Regions from separate parts of the Gasterosteus aculeatus genome. Here region 2 is linked to region 1. A link is a contact called in public Hi-C data. All regions are on one chromosome and are shown on one strand. Each heading gives the region's core, a stretch centred on a gene start, on an enhancer-like site or on the middle of the called end of the contact. The rest is flanking DNA. Distances are from core to core; before and after follow the strand shown.

Region 1 (6,540 bases), core at 3,409-5,908:
GACACGCTGGCATTACGGGAAAGTGTTGTTTCCTTATTTGTTTGGCTTACAATGTTCTGTCATAAATCTTATATTCCTATGGCAATATGTTTTTCCTTCAAAATTACTGAATAAATATACGCATGGTCAGTACAATGAAAAACAATATTATACGAAAGATGAACACATAAAAAACGTTTTGAAAAACTAAAATATACTGTGTGAAAAAAAAATATTTACAGTGTATTTATGTAGAATTTTCATTAATGTTTAAATACACAGAAAAGTATGGGGAGAGTGGTTTTATTTATGCAGAACGTGGGCAACATAATTATTCTGAAATTGGGACTGAATCCATAAACCCATAATAAACAGAATAATTTACTGCATCGCAATACAGCACTGAATAACAATGGTCATAAAAAACACTAGTATTCCACTAATGATTCTCCTCCAGGATTTATTGTGTTTTTCAATGTGTGTCCTCTTGCATTTCGGCGTAAAAAATAGCATGCATAAAATACGGGTGTCCCCACCAGTCGGCCCCTCTGCAGGTACTTCAGAGCCCCAAAATTAAATTTGAAACAATCCAGACCAGTGTTTGGTGACCATGGTTAATCATCAAGAAACAAAGACATCAAACAATATTTGATAATGAGAAAAATGCCTCCAGGATATTAGGGGACGGGGGGAGAGCACAGCGTGAGCCTCGGCTAGCAGAGCTAGGTAGAGAGGCCACACCAGACATGAGCTGCATCCACATGTCTGTGTGCGGTGGTGGTGGTGGGTGTCTGTGCGTCTGTGCGTGTCGGACACACAAAAACCTGAGCATGCACGCAAACATGCGTCAACTTCGGTCTCATGCACACACACACACACACACACGTCCATGCAAGTACTCAGACACACACACACACACCTCTCATAGAGTTAAAAAGCCATTAAAATGTTGCCTTTTTTTAAGTTCATGACGAGATAATTAGAATTCAGTATATGGAGCCACTGGTGGGATTACAGCTTTGTGAAACTGCGCTTCATTTTGAACTTGCATCGAGTCTCAACCCAATTATCTGCAGTTAAAATGGCTTAGTGAGGCTCCAAACTGTGACTGACAAAAAAAAAAATACAGACAAGCCCAAAAAAAGTTTTCTTTATAGATAAAAGTGATTATATCGCCCAGAATTTACGAAAAGGCAAGACTTCTATTCCATCTATCATTCAAACCGAATATAATTGCATTTGGATGATATTAATGTATTAAAAGTATTTGTATATTTTAAAATATATCCAACTCATTCTTTAAAAAAGATACCGTACTTTCATAAAAAAACAAACACAATGGTTTAATTTTCCATCAGGGCAGCGTAATCAGTGCTAAATAAAATAAGAGGTTGGGTTGACAGGGGAGATGGGCGAGTGGGGGTGGGAGGGGGGTAATGAGGAGAACGTGTTTGTTCTTTCCTCTTCCTCTGTCATGCTGTTGGGTTATCCTTGATTGACGCAGCGTTAACGGTCTGGCCAAACCGAGGCAGATCCAGCGACACAGGCTGAACGGCAGCATGTGCAACCACCTCGGACATGCAAATTGCACCCGGGCAACCCGTTGACTATGATTAATGAGGCTGGGCTGCAGCCTTTGTTTCCCCGTGCAGCCGTTTAGAGTGAAATACAATCTCAAAATATTATCAATCCCCTGTTAATCCTGTAAACACGTTCACATTGCAAATGTGTGCATGTGTGTCTGATTGCCCATATGAGTGTGTGTGTGTGTGTGTTTGTGTTTTATTGGGGTGAGCACGATTGCTTTTAATTACATGTCCGGTAATTAAATTCATTAAAGGATAATAAAATAAATGGAAGAAAAACAGCTTTGAAAGCTGGGCTGAAACACATGTGTCTTGTCTCCTGTGATGTAAAATATGGATGTTGGATTTTCAGGGGCAGTCATGCTGTTCAGGGGGGGAAAGCATGAATCTGATACCTTGCTAATACTACAGGCATTTCCTGGTTATGGCTTGCCTCATGCTTAAACTGTGATTTTTAGAGTTCAGATCCCAGACTCCCCGAAGATTGGAGAGCAATTCTGTGGTGCAGAAGAGTGAAGTCACTGACTTCACAAGTGAAAAAAAAAAAAAGAAGAAACATTATGACAGTAATGCTGACGATCTTGTGTAACACAATGCTCTCTATGTATGGTGAGCAATATCCCTGGATAAGTTAAAGAGGGACTAATGTGCCAGACATTGGATGGCTGGCAATTTCCTTAAACTGTGTGATGAGAAAAGGAAATTACACAACCTAAAATATCTTACATTCATCGACGGGAGAGGCTGTTGATGAAAAGCTATTTCTCACGCACACGCGGGTTTTCCCTCTGCTGCAAGCGAAATGTAAATGCTTCCCAAGTATTAAGGTATATACGTGTCATTAGCGGCACAGTGCTTGGCTCTACAATGGTGTGCCGAGAGCAGTGGAGCAGAGATCAGTGCGGCGTCTCTTGGATATCAGAGGGAGACATCCTTTGTAAATTCATCTCCCACTGTGAGCACGCTCCACAGCTGCTTAACGGCACTGTGTGTACAACTGCCCTGTTTACACTCAGCCTCAAAAAAAGCTCTCGTCTTTTAACGTGCATCCTTCCCCGGTATCCTCTCCATCGCCCTGCCATCTCCTTCAGCCCTCATCCCAGCCCACTGCGGCTCTCATGGCCATCAAAGATGCATAAAAATGGATTTGATGCAAGGGCGTGTGTGTGTGTGCTCGCTTGCACACACGCACACACACACAAGTAGACGCATACACACAACAAAGCCTCTGATCCCCTCGCTTTTGGGGCCATTACAGTACACTGCCTTCCAACCCCTTCTCTGATTTTTATCTTTTTATACCATCACATTACACTGATCCTTTTATACCTATTACACACGCGGCTCCCCACCAAACCCCCTGATCCTCTGATACCTAGATGAGTAAACTGCTCCTCCTGCCCCTGACCTCAGCCCTTTGTAGCAATCAAACCAGACTTCCTCAGAGGCCCCGATCTTATCTGGCCATACCAATCCCACTACACAGCTCCCTTTTGTAGGCAGCACAGAGCGCTGAGCCCTTTCAGACCCGGGGACAGTGCTGGTGCACGCACAGCCCGAGACCTCAGCCCATCTCAGGCATCATACTACACTGCCCGACAACAATGAGCTCTATTTTCTGACGCATCACAGGTCAGATAGAGCCTTTCTGCTCACCGATGCATTGTTCGCCCACAATGGAGGAAATCAGCGATGTTGTTGTGAAAAGAATGTCTGACTTTAGCAAAGAATGGTTTGATGTAGTCACGGGCTCACAGAGGAGTGAAGCCAGATTTGTTTGAGATCGTTTCAAGAGGAGTTATTCAACAATCAGCTTGTTTCATTTTTGAAAAACAAACAGCAGAAATATCTGAAATCCAACATAACATGATTATAACATATTATGATTCTATCTGAAAGTAGAAAGTAAAAGACGGGTAGACTGTTTACAGCAGAGACTAATTACACAACAATACCATTCTAAAATGATATTGATCTCAAGGGCGTGTATTTGACAAATTAAGTCTGAAAGTTTTTATTCCTATCTAAGTCGACTAAAATCAACACTCCAGTGCGAGGCATCCATAAGGTTCGGAGGGAAATGAATAATCACACCAAATCGTTAATTGACAATTTAGTAGTTTCCCTCAAAAATCAGTTTGCATTTGTTACTATTAGATAGCTATTTTCATTGTAATATAAGTCGTTTGGAGAGCATATGTATCCTTAATAAATTGAGCATTATTCCTGTATGTTCCAAACTTAGTATGTCATTATCTTTGGCCAAATTTACATATATTTCCATATTTCTGCAAAAGGCATTTAAAGCACTACCATCTAGTACTACTATCACTGGTTAGGTGACAGGTATTGATGATTCGGGAGACCTGCAGCTGGCGATGGACCACAAAAAATATTGCTGTACCTTGGAAATAATTAAGGAAAACCCCAACCAATATTTTTTCAACAAAGTAATATTTCTACCTGCAGGGGTAAAAGAATAAACTATATAAATATTAATGATGATCTGAGCAGTGGAATTTGGTATACTTTGTTTCCTTTAAAGAAAAGTAAAGCAAGTATGGCCTCTCTGTTAAGACTTGCAGTTGAAATAGAAATAACCAGAGCCCAAACTGAAGTTCAATTAGGCTTCATGAAAAACAGGTTAATTACTTGATCATTGAATTTAGTTTATTCCAGATGCATATCAAATCCCCATGTTTTAAGTTGCTATGGACTGTATGCTGAAGTAGCATGATCCAGGATAAAATACCATGTTTTAATTGAGAGGTAGTATCTCTGAGTAGGCTGTAAAGAGGCTCATTTGATGTAAAAAAAAAAACAGTACATTTGTGTTTAATCAACGACTATTGACAGAATTTTTCTAGAGAGAGATAACAGAGAGACACTCCCTCCTTCTCTGTCTCCTTGCACAGTTCCTCACCCACCTTCTTTAAAATTATTTTTGGGCCTGTAGAGTTTTTTATTATTTATATTCTGTCGGACTGTAGGCTGGTTAAGTTTTCCTTTTGCATATAACAGGAATCCAGTGACGCGTCGGAGCTAATAAGCAGCGAGCCTCCGCTGGCGCTCCGCCTTCGCATTGCCGAGTAACCAATCACCTGCTGTTATACTCAGCTTCCCGAATGAATCCACCAATCAAACCACTCCTCACACAAGAGTCCTTCCTTCAAGCTCGCTAGCGGGAAGCTGCAATCGAGAAGTGTACAGCAGGAATGAATGGTAAACAACCCGTTTAGGTGTTATTTATCGCTCTACAAAACTATTTTGAAAGCCAATGCGTACAGTAGTCGTTCAGTACACTTTCGAAAGGGAGACGAAAGCTTTTATTTTCCGCGCGTTTGTTGTGTCGTGTTAGCAATCCACGTAAAGCTAATATTGCTTAGCAAGGCGGGCGACGCTACAGCTGTTTCTGGCTGTCAGTCTCCCCCGCGTTGTTTACATCTGGAAACTCAAGACTGCCACGGACGCGTCCCTTAATCAAACTCCCACCTCGTGTTTGCACAGATAGATGCAGTCACACGCCTACCATTACAATCAAATGAAAATGACGCTGTCCCGAGCTGAATATAAAGAGATCGTGCGATGGACCGATCAACTGAGACCCACGCGCCAATGTATGAAGACGCTGAAAGAAAGATTCCCAAAGTGAGTAGTTACACACTATACACTTCCTTTACACTCTCGGTGTGTGTTTATGTGTGGCTACAGGGTAAAAACACCAAGTATCTATGAACAAATACAAGCACAAAATGCGATCACATTATAATTTACCAATCACTCACATAAATAGTAACTTTTTCAACTCCCAGTAGCATCACCATTTATTCCTCAGTCTCTTTTTCTTTTCTACCTGCTTCTGGGTATTTATAATCCCACTTTTGATCTCCAATTAATTCCACGCAGGTTTCTGTATCGGCCTCCGTTAGCCAATGCTTCGCCATGCAGCGCCTGCTCATCCAGGAATCGAACAGCGAGGTTAATGGTTGTGTTTGCCTTTCTCCTTGACACTGAGGGCCCTCACTTTATTGAACGTAACACGTGTAATCCCCCGAGGCCAACAGGACACCACGGCTGATCCCGCCGAGGTCACTTACAAAGTCGTACGTATTTGGAGCTTCCTACTTCCATTGTGCCCTAATCACCAATCTACAAGAAGGTATTCGGTCCCCGAAGGGGACACGGCGAAGCTCGAGCTCGGCTTTGTTCTCACTGTCTGCGTTTTACAGAATATGTCATGCGCATAGCGTTTGTCCAATATCCTGAATGCATGGGCCCAACACTAGGGGGTCTTTCTCATGTTTATTTTAAGTTTCCGTTCTCCTTTTGGGTTTCCTAATCCAAACTTTCTTTAACCAAAAAGTCTGCATGCCAGTTGTTCAAAAGGTATCACTGGTGGGTGTGTAATTAAAGGAAAACACGGCGCTGTTTTTATTCCAATAATTCTGTAAGATCTCTTTCTCTGTCCCGGAGGTGCTGGCTCTTTTGTTTAGTCTCGCTGGTTATTGTTATCATTTTGTTCACCCTAACCAGTCTCGGGGAGGCCCTTGCTCTTTTAAAAATCCCAGAGTCTCGTCACTGGACCCGACAGACAGGCACGGCAGCAGTGTTTTCACAGCCTGCGAAATTATTCTGGTTGTCCAATCAGCTGAGCCGGGCTCTGGAGGGTTAGTGATTGGACTGGCAGGAAATCAGGCTCTTAAGACATAACATATCGACTAGGCCATCCATCATCTCTTAGCATGCGCTCCGGCACGGCAGTCAGCCCCCCCCCCGATCGCCCCTCCTGTCCCCTTGGACTGTGTGGGAGCCCTGCCACTGCGTAAATATTGGCCAGGCGGAGGTTGGCAGGGTGGTGGGGGTTAGATGTGGACGAGGCGGCTCTCTCTCTCCGACTATAATGCTCACAGAGAAAGAAAAGACAGGTATCTATTATATTTCACCTAATTTCACATGGCGTGGGTGTGTTTCCAAA
Region 2 (6,652 bases), core at 422-2,921, 140 kb after region 1:
AAGCAAAGTGTCGTATATTGTACATATACACGCATATACACACGTCTGATAAACAGTTTGCCATTACCAAAAACATTAGAACTCAAAGGCGCTCCGCGTAAGGGAGCTCGGTGGCCGAAAAAGAGCGAATTAGTTGGGAGTTCTCCTGTGAACGCGATCCACGACTGTCGTGGGGGCTCGTCGGGGTGAAAGCAGAGGCTGTCACTTTGCCTGGAGAGCAAGGGGCGCTGCAACAACAGAAACGTCAAATATAGCAGCTTTGATGTGAATGCTGCCGCCCGAGAACAAGTTATCGATACGAGCGCCTCCCCTGCAGTGGATTTGAACAGGTACGTGTAAGGAGATTTAAAAAAAAAAAAAAACCTACCCTTTGCGCCATTGGGCTGCGCTCCAATAAACTCCTGAATCTGTCGTATATTTAATATCCCAGTCCCCGTTCAGAAAGTGATTTAGAGATCAAGATTCCGTTTTCCGACCAACTTTGCGACTTCTCCTATTCGCCAGTGTGGTTCAGTGGAGATCGTAGCATCGGGGAGTTTTGCAATTTCTCTTGTTTTCCCTCTTTCCACGGGAGGGGAGAGAAAAAAAGAAGCAAAAATGCGCCAAAGTGAAGGTTACAATCGGCCCATCAACAACCTGCATGTAACTAAACTGTCGTGTCTCATGGCTTTTTGCCACTCCGGCTGTCAATCAAAGCCAGAGGTTGTCAAGGTAATGAATGAATGACGGTCGGCGATGATGTTCAGGAGAAGGACGAATCTTTTTTAGTCCGTTTTCATCCCGCGAGTCCGCGTCTCCTTTAATGCCTCCAGATCGCTATCTTGTTTTATTATCACTGTAAAAAAAAAAAAAAAAAAGAAGAAGAAGAAGCAAAAAGAAGAGGAAGAAGAAGAAGGGAGGAAAAAGCAGTCGAAACGAAGAGACCGCGATTCAGATCTCTCCTTCCTTTCCCCCCGTAGGTATTTGGTCTATCTGGCGAGCCTGAGATGAGTGAGTGTCAGCGAGTGTTGGCAGGTTGGCTGCTAGCTTGCTTATAGAAACGGAGTCAGCGCGCAGCGCCGAGCGGTGGGCGAATGAAATGACGGATCCCGGAAGTAGCGGCGGCCATAGCCAGTCCTGCAGCAGCTCCACAAAAGAGAGAGGAGAGACCAAAGCGAGAGATATGCAGAGTGTATGCGGAGCACGGGGACGGCTTCAACTCCACACCGGGGCTATATATATATATATATATTAAAAAAAAAAAAAAAGCCAAACACACACAGCTCCCAACCCGATTCCTCTTTTCTTTTCCACCGTGAAGATTCCTAAAGGACAGGGAGAAAAAAGCAAACAGGGTGAAGGCTGAGTGAAGGAGGGTTTAGCAGCGCGGAGCTCTCTGAGTGACCACGCGAATCGTGATTTAGGGTACAATAAGTAAGAGTTTGAGGTAGATTTACGAGGGATGCAATGCACAACCTTTAAGCACAATAAAATGTGACATTAACAAATGGTAAACCTTTCAACTTTTGCGTCCCCGCGCGTCCTCCGTGACACGGCGGGATATTATAACGCTTACGAATGCTGAGGCGCTTACTTTATTTGTTTGTAGCTTGTGTACCTTTACAACTCTGAAATACCTCACAATCCAACAACACACTATCATTTGGCAAATGAATTGACACCCCTCTAATCCTAGAATGAACTTTTCCAACCGGGGGGGGGGGGGGGGGGGGGGCTTTGTGGAGAAAGTAATTTTGTATGTTTCTTTCGTCCAATCCCCTCTCTCAATAGAAAGCTGTGCCTTACCTCAGAGTAGTCAATTATCAAAGCTCCCTGAGATCATCAATCATGTGAGGAGATTGAAGTTTAGAGGAGGAGCAACGCTCCGGCCATCGATGGCAGTGAAGCCTTTTTTTGGGGGGGGGGGGGGGGGGGGTCGAGCACTTTTACGCACAGAAAAACAGAAGCAGGCCATCTATTCCCTTTAGAATGTGGCTCCATCAACGCTAATATGGCACCGCGGCTGTATTGATAGGCTCTCACATAAAGGCTCCTTTCATGGCTCCGTGACATTTTTGATGGTGAAATTAATTATTCACAGGTTAGGATTAAGGTAGACACACGCTCAGGGAGATGGGCTGTGGCCACCGGTGGAGGGTCAATAAACTCTCCCCACAAACAAAATACCAAACAGAGTTGCTTGAGGTCGTTTGCAGAAATCTGGGGAGTTTTTTTTATTTTTTATTTTTATAAAGGAAATCGATTCAATAAATGAAACCGTGACAACAGTTATGTTTGTTGGCATAATGTGGGTGGAGGAGAGGGAGTGGGGAGGGTGGTGGTGGTGGTGGTGGAGGGGGGGGAAGTGTAGGACTGCAGGGTTTGACAAACGGCTGTGTGGACATTTCAACGTGCAACACCCCGGGAAGGAGCTGCAGAGCGGTGCGCAGAGAGCCAAGGCATTCACCGTCTCCAAGTCTCTCCCACACTCTGTAAACACAACCAGCCCGGCCGGCAGACCGCGCTATTGGAGACTGATATTTTCATGAGCTAAATACTATCATTCACATTGATTTGTGCATTAACGCTTGACTTTTTTTTCTTCTTCTTATTCTTCTACTTCTTCCAACTTCCTTCTTTGGACAACCACGGTAAGTAGCACACACCTTACTGTATTTGCCGCTTTGTTGCACACGCGCGTCTTTACGCGGGGCAGTAAGGGGGGGTGGGAGGGGGCGGCGGGGGCGGCGGGGGGGGGGGGTTACGGTTGGACTATAAAAAAATAAAAAAAAAAGAACATGGAAGATATTGTCACTTGTATGTTTAATCTGCCGCTCGATGGAAGTATCCTTTAATCCCCAAACTGCCGTGGAGTTGGATGTATACGTGCTTCCAGGTCTTTACCGCATTTACTGTGGAAATATGTGATTTGCCCCCGAGGAGAGTGATGTAAACACCCGAAGAGCGTGTGAAAATAGCAGAGGCTAATTATGCGTGTCCAATGTACGGCTCCGCAGAAACGCGTCCTTCCCTGTAAAACTTTCAGCGAGGACTCCTAACGACGTGGAAATTCTAAGCTCCGTCTTTTTTTTTTGGTGAACTATTTATTGGAGCAATTAATGGAAGCCACAAACACACGGCGTCGTCACGAACGGCGTTTAGGTGGCGAAATGTCTTCATTTAGCTAAATAACAGCCTCGATGCAACATTACGCAGGTCGGTGTTTAATTTTCTAATTTTATTTTAATCATCATTCACTCAATAGGTAATTAAAATTAATTTTCCTCGTAAACAAGACCTGTGCCAATTTAAAACCTCCGGTTTATAACCTGACCGCATTTACAAACCAGATTATTCCAGGAGGACACCCATCACGGACAATTACGCCTTTTCACGGAAATTGGGATTTCTCAAGGCTTTCACGTTGTGTCCGTTTTTTCACACAACTCTGGCACGTAAATAAAAATAAAAAACAAAACATTTCTTTTTAAATCAGTAGATGGCATTAACAGGCAGTACAATTTCATCGGGTGGTGTCAAATTGAGGTCAGTTTAGGGTTAAAGCTCTCGGTGTCCGTGTGGGACATGGCCAGCTGCGTTTGGATCATTAGGAGGTGGGGGGGTTGGTGAGGGGGGGGGGGGGATCCATTTCAAGGAAAACACTACTGGGACAATCACCAGGCTAAAGATCCACTGCATGTCACATCCTGAAGGTGCACCAGGTCCGCTAGCATGCGACCGAGCATCGGCACTGAACTTCCACTCCTCTGTTTACTCTTTGCAGGATTTACAATCCCTCTCCCCCCTCTGCTGCCCCGCAGGGCTCGTTGTTCACACACACACACACACACACACACACACACGCACACACACACGCGCGCGCACATGCACACAAGACTGTTGCTAAATATGGAGAGAAAAGCATTGTTGATTTAATTCCCTCAAAAAGATCACTGATATGAAACCGGCTTCAAATCCTCTTAGTGACCTTAAACACTCCTGGAGAAACAATTGGCGCTCAACCGTATAGGAACAAATAAAATCGCCCTAATCTTGTTTGTAACTTTGTTCTTCTTTGGCCCTCTTCACTATGTGAGATTATGTAAACGAGCAGAGCTAATGTATAGAGGCGCTGAGATAAGACTGGATCATAGACTGACTCCTGAAGAGGCTCAGGGAGGCAAGACCCTTGCAGCCTGTGTATTTCTTCTCTCTGCAGGAGTTCGGTGATGAGAAGAAATGCGGCTGCAAATGCATGTAACGTGCATCTGCAAACACGTTCTGCCCCAAATGCAACGGCTGCGCTCGTTTAATCATTTCACGGATTTGATTCAATTCTTTAATCGACAGGTTTTACGATGGTTTAATCTTCGATCACCTCAGTCATCTGATTCTGAACTTCTTTTGACCCCCCCGGAGTGAATTGCGACTATAGGCTTTCAGAAAGTAGAGTGAGCAACTCAAATACTTGTAAAAGTTTCGCGACTAACTGTAAATTCTTCAGCTCCAAAGCCTCATTTTCCCCTCCACCGATTCTCAGAGTGTGGTGTCAAAGGGTTAGTGAGGGGGCGTGGGGGGGGGGCACCAAATGTAACTGTGGCTTTTCCTCCACACTGGAAGGAGATTATGCGGCCTTCTAGCGACATCTGGCGGCGGCGGAACCAGGGCTGTCGAAAGCTTTGCAAGAAATGTGTAAAGGCCCACAAAATGAAGCAAAAAAAGAATTATTTACTACATCCAAACGCAGTTTTCGAAAATATATCAAATGGCTTTTATTAAAAACGAAGGGGATTGCATTAACGTCGAACGCCATCGAACGTATGAAAATAGAGATTTCGTTTTACTGTCCGAATCGAGCCTTTGTTTCTCGCTGCCTGACTCTCAACAGATTTGCTGGCAATTCATTGAGGATAGGTTCTGCGTAAGCGTTTACACCGTCACACAAAGTAGAAAATGCATTTTCCTAGTTTTTTATTATTATTATTAAAAAAATGCAAGTAGCCTTAATGTAAATCCTAATTCGTTAGATACAGGATTAATACGCAGCTTTATATCTATGGTGCAAATAAAACACTGTAAAACTATTTAAATATTGATAAAATCAAGCTTTACACGTGTTAACGCTTGTTAACGAATAAAAGCGTGTTAACGAATAAAAGTTAAACAATTACTCAAGCGAAGCCGGGGGGAAAAATAGATTGGGAAGTAAAAAAAGATGACCATAACACTACATTACTGCTGAAAAATAGCGTCCTTCCCGTTCTTTTTAAAAAAATGTTGAAAGAATTATTTCAGATGCAAAACTATAATGCGATGCATTACTCCCTTCATTCAAATCGTAGTGCATTTTGTCCCACGTTGAAATAACATGCGCGCGGCCGGAGGAGCAGCTCGGCCGGGACACGCAGTCCGAGCGGGTCACCGCCGGGATTAGAGCCCGTCGTTAACGCCTGTGCGGATACACCAAATGCTGATTTAATGAGCTTGCACTGGGTGTTTGTCCTGGAATACCTGGTGTGCATGTTAGTTACGCCACAGACGATAATCCCTGTGTGCCCCCCCCTCTCCTAACACGTGGCTTCAGGGACGGCCTCATACCTACAGCAACAAAGACGCCCGTGGAGATTTGCGTATTATTTTCTTTCCTTTTTAAAAATGTTTTATTCTTTTTTATTTCGGTTTGATTGAACAGCTCGAAGCCTATAAGGCCCGTATCCAGCCACATTACCAGCTGTAATTGAGAGAAGTTTAAGTGGAAAGCGAGGAGTTAATAGCGGTGACCCTCTTGCTGTGCCTCTGTCGCTCATCATTTATCAGGCTTAAGGGGCTTAAACAGGCAGCACAGACCCACCTTTTATTACATATCAAACCCTCTCTCCCTTATCTACATTATAGGAAATGCATGCATCGTTGCCCGTTATGCGGATTTGGAAATAGAAACATGTCCAATAAAGTCTCCTTCCTCCGCTGATCAGAGGAAATATGGCTTTAGGCGCAGCAGAGACAACCCCGGCGCGTTAAGCCTTTATTAAATTGTCTTAATTCCCCTCTGCGCTTATGATATGTATAGAAATTCCACTCTTGCGTTGGTTGTCCGGTGCAGGAAGCGGGGGGAGGGGGGTGTTTTCATGGTTCCAACGTGATTAGAAGGTGGATGGAAGTGTGAGTGCGCGCGGACGCAAGAGCGCCGGCGAACTGTTAAACGAAATAACGCACGCGGCGTCGTGTCCCGCGAGTACCGGAGCATTCAGCGAGGCTGTAAAGGAAGTGGATGCACCAAGACACCTGGCAAAAACTACATAAGTAGACCGCTGCTTTATTCATAATATGAAGGGGTGTGAAAAACATCCTGTCTTCTGTGACCTCCGCCTCTCTCCTTTATTTACAGCCTCACACAACTGCAATTGTCTTTTACAAGGAGGCCGTTAAAACAGTTGCCTAGTCTTAACTTATTTGTGCAATTTAAAAAACATGCGGTTCCAGATAATGCTTTCGATGCTGAAATAAAATATTTGAGCACAGGAGAAATATGTGGTGTTTTCCCTCTGAAACGCTGCCACAGTGTTTCACTTTCAACTTCAGGGCCGAGCTTAAGATGTCTGCTGCTTTCCTCCAAGGAGAACTCAGTCACTCAGCCCGAACCAGCTGCATTTCCACTGAGTGACGGATTTTG

Evidence for each region. Hi-C and Micro-C count contacts between places; a contact is called where the count stands out from the background.
Region 2: a contact with region 1 is called in a Hi-C map of skeletal muscle, with 5 times the contacts expected there. The contact joins the promoter of meis2a here to the promoter of cdin1 in region 1. A contact is called at or near these places in 3 of 6 Hi-C or Micro-C datasets (skeletal muscle and whole body).

Annotation. Positions count from the first base shown.
Region 1 is chr15:10,493,435-10,499,974 of fGasAcu3.hap1.1, forward strand. It overlaps cdin1 (CDAN1 interacting nuclease 1), which reads left to right and starts at 4,659. Exons shown (of 12, transcript XM_040199813.2): 1 at 4,659-4,787; 2 at 5,073-5,213. The coding sequence starts at 5,077.
Region 2 is chr15:10,635,009-10,641,660 of fGasAcu3.hap1.1, forward strand. meis2a (Meis homeobox 2a) reads right to left here and starts at 1,672. Exons shown (of 13, transcript XM_078089605.1): 1 at 368-1,672. The coding sequence starts at 379.